Regions from separate parts of the Mus musculus genome. Here all the other regions are linked to region 3. Evidence: chromatin contacts called from public Hi-C and HiChIP or PLAC-seq data. All regions are on one chromosome and are shown on one strand. Each heading gives the region's core, a stretch centred on a gene start, on an enhancer-like site or on the middle of the called end of the contact. The rest is flanking DNA. Distances are from core to core; before and after follow the strand shown. Region 1 has its middle 80 kb from the start of 1700019J19Rik. Region 2 has its middle 17 kb from the start of Gm34156. Region 3 has its middle 4.5 kb from the start of Gm51286.

Region 1 (2,707 bases), core at 116-2,615, 160 kb after region 3:
GGTCCTTTATTTCTTTTTTGTATCTTAAGTCATGAATTCATAGGGAACGTGTTCCCGCAGCTCAGGTCCCTGGACATTAGCTCTCCCAAATGTGCTGCTCTTGGTGGGGCAGGATGGTGCTTCAGGTGTCTTTCCTGGGCTTCCATGGTACACAGGACATTCCTTTTTAAACAGTGCCTGTTCCCTTCATTCCCTTCATGTCTACAACGTCACCCTTCTTTTAGATTCAAAAATATATGTTCAAAGAACACCTCTTTGTTCCCTAAAAGGCCTGGGGAAATCATAGAAGGTGCCTCACCTCTTTCCCCAAAGATGGCTTTTGTTATCTAGTTTTAGAAACACCATCATCCCCTCCAGTTTTAATAACCTAGAATTGGCCAATACAATTACATATATTTAAGATGTATTATTTGATAACAGCAAATCATCAAATACTAGTCTCTTGGTAGCAGTGTAAACTGTTCCTCACCAGCATGTCCCTCGTGTATGACTAGCTCAGTGGTTCTCAACCTTCCTAATGTTGTAGTCCTTCAATAGAACGCCTCATGTTATGCTGATCCCCTACCACAACATTATTTTTGTTGCTACTTCATGACTACAATTTTGCTACTGTTATGAATTATAATGTAAATATCTGATGCATAGGATGGTCTTAGGTGACCGCTGTGAAAGGGTCATTTTATGCCCAGAGGAACTGAGACCCACAGGTTGACAACCTCTGATCTATCTGATATGTGATCTGATGTGTGTGTGCATGTAACATACACCTGTGCATATGTACACTTGTGCTTCACTCTCTGAGCGAATTTCAAGCTTGTCTCAGTGCTAACAATATTTACTGTGCCCACATGTTAGTTCTTCAGGATTTGACCACACAAAGCACAGGCATCTTCTGAACGCACCGATCTGCCTTGGTCCTGTGACATTTAGTGGTGTTTACAAAGAAGTGGAGAGAAGAGGAAACAGAGGCCAAGGGCCAACAGATGTCCATCCTGCAAAACACTCTGAAGGAGGCAAGGAGGCAGCATTGCTTCTGGGACCCCAGTAGCTCAGAGAGCAGGAAACTCCTCCCACAGAATGCAAGATAACCAAGAAACAACCTCTTGGGATACCTCCCAGGCTACCCCATGGTCTGCACTGAGAACTGAGCTGTCATTCATCAACAGTGTTGAGAACGTCAAATGTTAGCTACAGACATGACATCAGCGCTGGTGGGGGACTTCCCAGACAAGGCCAAAATTTCACTGCACAATTAATTTACTGATTGCTGTGATGATTATGGGATGTCATAAGATTTGCATGGCTGTCCATGGAAGTTCACTCTCTTCTGGGTTAGGGTCTGAGAAGAATCCTTTTGCATTGTGTGATGTCATCAGAGTAGGAAATGCACTCACAGCAGCAGTTTAAGCCCAGCTCCTCTTTCGGAAGGCCCCATGTCAAACCTGAGCCCTAGTGGTGACCTTTTCAATTGCTTCCATTCATCAGGCAGGCAGGCAGGAACCACGATTTCACGAGCTATGAATCAGTCTTTTCACCAGGAAATTGGTTTTTGAAAGAGCCTGGTGGTGATGACTAAGAGGTTTTATACACTGGAGTTTCAGTTAATGTCTGTGGTTTCTTGTTTGTTTGTTTGTTTATGTTTTATGACTTGAGGGAAAAATTCAAATCTAAAACTAGATTTCTATTTCTCTACATGGATCTTTGTAAATATACCAACAGTGCTGTGTGTTTGTCTGTGTGACTATGTATGTGCATGTGTGTTTATGTGTGCCTGTGTGTATTTGTCTCTGTGTGTGTCTCCTTGTATGTTAATGTGTATATGAGAGTTTATGTGTAGTATATTTGTGTGTTGGTGTGTTTGTGTAGATTTGTGTTTATGTGAGTGTTAGTGTCTGTGTCTCTCTGTGTGTGTGTGTGTATTGCAGAAGGCAGTATTATAATTTGACATTTTTTTGAGTTAACAACTTTTTTATTAGATATTTTCTTTATTTACATTTCAAAGGCTATCCCAAAAGTCCCCTATACCCTCCTGCTACCCTGCTCCCCAACCTACCCACTCCCGCTTTTTCATTTTCATTGCTGTTTCTTGACATAGTGGGGTTTTAAAGGTTTATTCAGAAGTGCAGGGGGAAAAAAAACAAGGAAAAATGCCCGTCTTGCAAATCAACATATGTTTCTAATTTTAAATCTAAAATAACAAGACAGGAGCGAAGGCAAGCTGTGCAGGCTTTCTGTAGGGCTGTAGGTCTGGGAAGGCAAGGTCTCTTCTTAAATTTATTTACAACTTCAGCATTCATTACCCAATGGAAATAATTGTTTGGAATGAAACGAACGTATTAAGAAACAATTGTTGAGGACCACATCTGTGTAGGAGTTTGGATAAAATCTAGTTAGGGATAGAAAACAAAGCAAATACTCAGATGGGCATGGTGGCTCAAACCTAAGATTCCAGCACTCAAGAGGCCGGAAGATCATTATGAGGTTGAGGCCAGCCTGGGCTTCATAGTGAGCCCCACACCAGTCTGAGCTATAGCACTGAGACCCTGTTCCCTTGCTTCTCAAGCTTACTGATGCTGGGAGCCTTTAATACAGTACTTCAGGGTGTGGTGATCCCAAGCAAAAGTTATTTTCATTGCCATTCTAACTGTAATTTTGCTCCTGTTACAAATCATAATATAAATATCTTATATGCAGTATACCTGACATG
Region 2 (2,700 bases), core at 6-2,505, 180 kb before region 3:
ATGCTTGAAATGAGGTTTGGGGATATCTGTGACTACCTCCCTCTTCCTTTCTTTCTTTTTCTTTGTGAAGCTGGAGAGTAAACATAGCGAATGCTAGGAGAGGCCCCTACTACTGAGTTACATACCATGTCCATTTCTTCTTCTCTCTCCCTGCTTGTGGGTATGTATACATACGTGTGTTTGCATGGAGGCCAGAGGTTGAGGCCAGCTGCCTTCCTCTGTTGAACTCCACCTTGTTTTTTTTTTTTTTTTTTTTTTTTTTGATACAGGGTATTTTATTGAACCAGGAGCCCACCAACTGATTAGCACTGCCACTGAGTTCTGGGGATCTGCTTGTCTCCACTTCCCTGGCTCTGACATTATAGGTGTGTGTGTGTGTGTGTGTGTGTGTGTGTGTGTGTGTGTGTGCAGGGACAGTGCTGGAGATCTGAACTCATGTCTTCAAGCTTGTGCAGCAAGCCCTTCCTTACCCACTATGCCATCTCCCCCAGCCCATTTATTTTCTTTTTGATTCAAATCAGCTCCTGAAATTTTCAATTTGCTATTGTTTATTAAAATTTCCTGAGCTATATGTGAGGAAATAGAAACTCTGATCAGTGAGTAGGATTTAGAACTACTATTCGTATTCTTCATAAATATGAACAAAGGTCTAGTTGCTTCACGGAATCTGAATCACATAGACAATTACAGAAATGTTCCTATTTGTTTATCATGAGGAAACTCACACAGTTCAGAAAAGGCAGCCTGTGGAGGACATGGTGATCCCCTGTGGCCTGTTGTGAGACGCACCTTAGAGTAAAGCCATGAACTGTGTGTGTGCCATGTGTTGAGTACCCTATTTAACACATCACACATGTTTTACACAGTGCTACACTATAAATGGAATTATTCATCCGCATTCTGAGTTCTCATTGGCTATCTATGTTCCTCTTTTCCTAAGACCATCATTTTACCTCTAAAGGACACACTGCAAACCAGCAACCTGCTCGTGACCACTAGTGTCAGTTCAGGGTTTCAACATGAGATGCTCCCTGGAGGGAAGGAGGTCATTCCTGGAGGACAATCTTGCTCTGTAGTCCAGGTGACAGTCAGGCCTGGCTCACTAACTTATGTGCAAAAGTTGCTTAGCTCTGCTTCCTTACCTGAAAGACAGACAGACATCTGACTTTGACTTGGAGTTTCTGTAAAGATCATAATGTTTCTAGATCAAAGCTGAAAGGGCCAAGTTAAAGTATAGTAAGGGAGTCAATGTGAAACAGAAAGCAGAGGCTAGAGTGCCTCGCTGGTGTCTGTGAAAGAGCAGGCTGGAGTCTGTACAGACAAATAAGAAAACAGAGACCTGCATTTGCAGCCATGTTTAGGAAGGGAGGCAAGAGACTTTCTGGTGTCTGGCTTTGACAGGCAGTTTCCCTTCAGGCTTCTTGTCTCATGGAATCTAGAATTTTATGACAGCTGTGGCTTCTCTGGACTTTTACTTAGGTAAGAGGAACCATGCAAGTGGACACATCTTAGCTACCAGAAAGTGGTGGTCCTCACTATAAGCAAACAAGCTGTGTTCATCAGCCTCTTAGATAAGAATGACCCACAGATGAATTCATTCACCTTGCTTGGTAGGTCGCAGCAAGGCCACACCTCCTAATAGTGCTATTCACTGGGCCAAGCATATTCAAACCACAACAGTGCCTCATGTCTGGCAAGCTGGCAAACCCTGGGGCAGCATGGCCAGTTCCCAGCACCAGACAGCAGCTCCTGGTGACTCTGCTGGAGGTCGCAAGCAAGGGCATGGTCTCCCTAACTTATTTGCAGGTTGTAGATTCTCCAGGTGTCTCCTGTTCACTTTGTCCAGCAATGAAGCAGGAATGGGAGCATCCTGGAACCCCAGAGATTGAGTTTCCTTCTTGTGAGTAAAAGAAAGCTACTGCTGCATTTGTAAGCAAGAAGAGACACTAAGCAGGAGGGCTCCTTAGAGCCCTACTATTATTCTTTCTTGGCATACTTGTGCAATATGGGTTACTGGTGTAGTTAGCCAGAAGGCATTTAAGAAACTGCTCATGTTCCTTGCTCCCAGATAGTACCCCACCCAGCAGCCTGAAGCATTGCAGGACATCTCACCTCTTGGCTCTTCCTGTAGATTGCGCAGTCTGAGGAGTGTTAAAACAGTGTGTCCAGACCATCAGTGGTCTCATGAAATCTTCCCCTGGGCTGGAAACTGTTTTCCCACACAGGAGATCCTCAGTAGGTAAGTGCTGTTCTGGGATTCTTTACTGAGTGTCGGGCGGTTCCTACCTTAGGTCACCATTTTTTAACCCAGAATGTTTCTGACTCAAGGGAAGCTCTGGGTTATGAGTGCTGGGACCAAAGTGAGGGGCCTTCTAAGAGCAGGAAATTGGTCTTTAAACGTGAGAAAACTCGATAAATAAGAACACTCTGTGTGGATGACCTGAGAGAGACAAGTGGACAGAGCCACTGTAGCCACACCCGGTGCTGTGTGGGTACACGTTACATAGCTGGACTTCTGAGGGGGGCAGGGTGTCCCGTGACTTGTGAGGTTTGCTCATTTCAGTGGCTTTTTGCTGCTAGTGTGATCCTTTGAAATCAGTCTTGGGCAAGGGTTTGTCCTTGTCCCTCTCACCCCCAGCTTCTACTGATGAGCTGGCTCCCCACACTGCTATGCTGTACTCCAAGTGTGAGCATACGATA
Region 3 (2,700 bases), core at 174-2,673:
TGGGGTTACTGTCTCCAAGCAGAAACTAGAATATACTGTGATAAGGGTCCAGCCAGCCAAACGTAAGCCCTTAACATTTGCCCTTGTGTTTTGCCCTGCCTTGTATAATGATCCTTCTGGTGTGTGTGTGTGTGTGTGTAATTAAAACTTTACATACATAGTAAGAGTAGTCATTGTAGTGTTCCAAGCAGAATTGGTATTAGTAGATTCTTCTCCCACTCATCCTCCCCCCCACTCCCCTCCCCCAAACCGTAGCCTCTTCCCATAACCTCCGACCCACTTTGATGTCATGGGTCCATTTGCTCTGATCCCCCTCTTCAGCATCTTTTTGATCCTGTCTTCATCTCCTTCCTAGGTTTTGTGTGTGTGTGTGTGTGTGTGTGTGTGTGTGTGTGCTTTACACACACTTACATACACGTGTCAGACTAGGCTTAGCATATGAGAGAGAATGTGGTTCTTGTCGTTTTTGAGGCTGAGTCACCTCAGTATAGTCCTTTTCATTTCCATTAAGTTTCCCCAGATTTTCATCTCACCTCCAGTGCAGCTGAATACAACCCCACTGTGTATGTGTATATTTTCGTCATCTCGTCCTCTGTTGATGGCTGATCCCATCTCCTTGCTATTGTGAATCCAGCAGCACGAAGCCTGGTGTGCAGATCTCTTTGTGGTAGTATGTGGAGTCCTTTGGGTCTATGCCCAGGAGTGGTATTGCTGGATCATATTTTAATTAGAAACTTCCTAGTGATTTTCCTAATGATTGCACCAGTTTGCATTCCTGACAGCAGTGAATTAGAGCTGCCCTCTCCTCACATCTTCCCCAGATGTTGTCAGTTTTCTCGACACCAGCCACTCTAACTGGAATAAGACAGAATCTCAATGTCGTTTTAATTTGAAATTCCCTGAATGATTGTTGAGATCAGACTAAACCCTGTTCTAAGTTGCTCAATGTTCTATAAGACTGTGTTTTCTAAGACAAAAAAAAAAAAGACAGCTGGGAAATATATTTATTCTGGTATACATAAAACCTCAAGTTGCCTGATGTAGTCAGAGCTCTGCTTATCTCCATAAGGAAAGCCTGAAGTCACACAAGCAAACAAGAAAGCTGAAACTCCACACAGTTGATACAGTGGCTTGCTTTTTCTCTGGTGCTTCGTCTGAGTTATGGGGAGGAGTGGTGGGAGGGTCATGTTCAGAACATCTTCAAATTCTCAGGCTCGCTGAACTAAAGAACCACAGCACGACATTACTGTGCTGCCCGCACACTAGGGGATATCAAGTTCACCCCTACCATCCCGTTTGTCAGTGTTGCTGTTAATAAGCTGTCCAAGGAGCCAGCCCCCCGCCCCTGCAACTCTAAAGGTATTCATCATCTTCAAGCACTACGATTATTGGCCAGAAAAAAAAAAATAGTAGTGGCTCTGGCAGCCAGCCAGGAGCAGCTCCATAGCTGCCCCTTCACTTTGCATCTGTTCTCTGACCTCTTTAGCTCACCAAGCTGCCACGTGCTATTTCTCTTCAGGCTGTTAATAAAATAGGTGCATGAGCGTGCACGAGCATGCACATGCACACACACAAATACACACACACACACACACACACACACACACACACTCCAGAGATCTTAACAGAAAACAAGTCCATGCTTGTGGGGAGCCTAGACAGGCCAGGGAAGCAAGGCTGTGGTGGCTGAGCCGTGAACTTTCAGTTTCCTATCCTGCCAGATGGTTTCCACCTCCATTTCAGTTCCAGAATGCCTTAAAGCTCAGGGCTAGCAGCCTGCCTACCTTAGTGACATCTGTGTTTCTAGGAAGCCAGTCTTCTGCAAGTCCCTTCCCAGCCTGCTTCCTCTGGCAGGGCACCACTGCCTTTGTCAGAGGTCTCAATGGAAGCTCCTTAAAAAGCAATACTCACAAGTGAAGGGACACTCACAGCCTATGTGTCTTTTGCAGTTGACAGCAATTTCAGGGAAGACACTAACTCACTTGACTCCTCAGCACAAGATTAGTAGCAATCCCACTCCTGGTTGAGGTAATGAACCTGGGTGCTCTGAAGAGGGCATGCGCACTGAGGATCTGAGACTTGTCTCTTTTCCCTTCCCAGAGTAGCTCTGGTCCCTTTCCACCTACATCATTCAGAGCAGCTGTGTTTGCTGAACTGTCCCATGGAGTGGGAGGCCTAGAAAGTGTTTGTCACCTCTGTGAACACAGTGTGTCTCAAACACAGTAGGTTCTAGAGACTGTTTGCAGAATGGATGAATGAATGGATGAATGAATGAATGAATGAATGAATGAATGAACAGAGGTGTGTTTATCAAGCCCACCCACACCGCAATCAGTTTCTAACAGGTTCTCAGCAGTTGACCAAGCCTGGTGCCCTCTGACAGTGGTACAGGGTCCTTCACCTTGCAGGGTCTCATTCATCTCCTGTCTTCACACTGGGTACTGGTCCTTTGCATCCTTCTAGGGGCTGAGCCAAGACAGCTGCTTTTCCACTCTGGTCTTTTCCCAGTTGAATCCCTGCTTTTATCCACCCACCCCCACCCCACCCTGTGAAACCTTTCCACCTGGCTCGAAGCCAGAGAGGCCTCTAAGTCACACTCAGAATTTCCATGACAGTAAACAGACTAAAAAAACCCCAAAGCTTCCCAGACTCTGAGAGGTCTCTTCCAATCCCACCGTGCCTGGCAGCATCCTCCCCGCA

Evidence for each region. HiChIP or PLAC-seq counts read pairs in DNA pulled down with a chosen protein or histone mark. Hi-C and Micro-C count contacts between places; a contact is called where the count stands out from the background.
Region 1: a Hi-C map of Th1 cells shows a contact between it and region 3, with 2.7 times the contacts expected there. The contact joins two enhancer-like sites. A contact is called at or near these places in 3 of 484 Hi-C or Micro-C datasets (the 3T3-L1 cell line, Th1 cells and forebrain) and 1 of 115 datasets of contacts at active chromatin or transcription factors (embryonic stem cells).
Region 2: a contact with region 3 is called in a CTCF HiChIP or PLAC-seq map of CD8 T cells, with 5 read pairs. The contact joins two enhancer-like sites. A contact is called at or near these places in 2 of 15 datasets of contacts at CTCF or cohesin (CD8 T cells and large pre-B cells), 3 of 484 Hi-C or Micro-C datasets (large pre-B cells, liver and myocytes) and 2 of 115 datasets of contacts at active chromatin or transcription factors (both in embryonic stem cells).

Annotation. Positions count from the first base shown.
Region 1 is chr9:14,009,184-14,011,890 of GRCm38.p6, reverse strand. No RefSeq gene overlaps it. Among named protein-coding and RNA genes, the nearest start is that of 1700019J19Rik, 80 kb to the left of the region's middle. Within about 2 kb of position 1,365, at least 46 of the 459 cell types and tissues checked have an H3K27ac peak or open chromatin away from gene starts, as enhancers often do. A contact at or near this core is called in Th1 cells, where this site is marked.
Region 2 is chr9:14,351,101-14,353,800 of GRCm38.p6, reverse strand. No RefSeq gene overlaps it. Among named protein-coding and RNA genes, the nearest start is that of Gm34156, 17 kb to the left of the region's middle. Within about 2 kb of position 1,255, at least 11 of the 459 cell types and tissues checked have an H3K27ac peak or open chromatin away from gene starts, as enhancers often do. A contact at or near this core is called in CD8 T cells, where this site is marked.
Region 3 is chr9:14,174,239-14,176,938 of GRCm38.p6, reverse strand. No RefSeq gene overlaps it. Among named protein-coding and RNA genes, the nearest start is that of Gm51286, 4.5 kb to the left of the region's middle. Within about 2 kb of position 1,423, at least 171 of the 459 cell types and tissues checked have an H3K27ac peak or open chromatin away from gene starts, as enhancers often do. A contact at or near this core is called in CD8 T cells and Th1 cells, where this site is marked.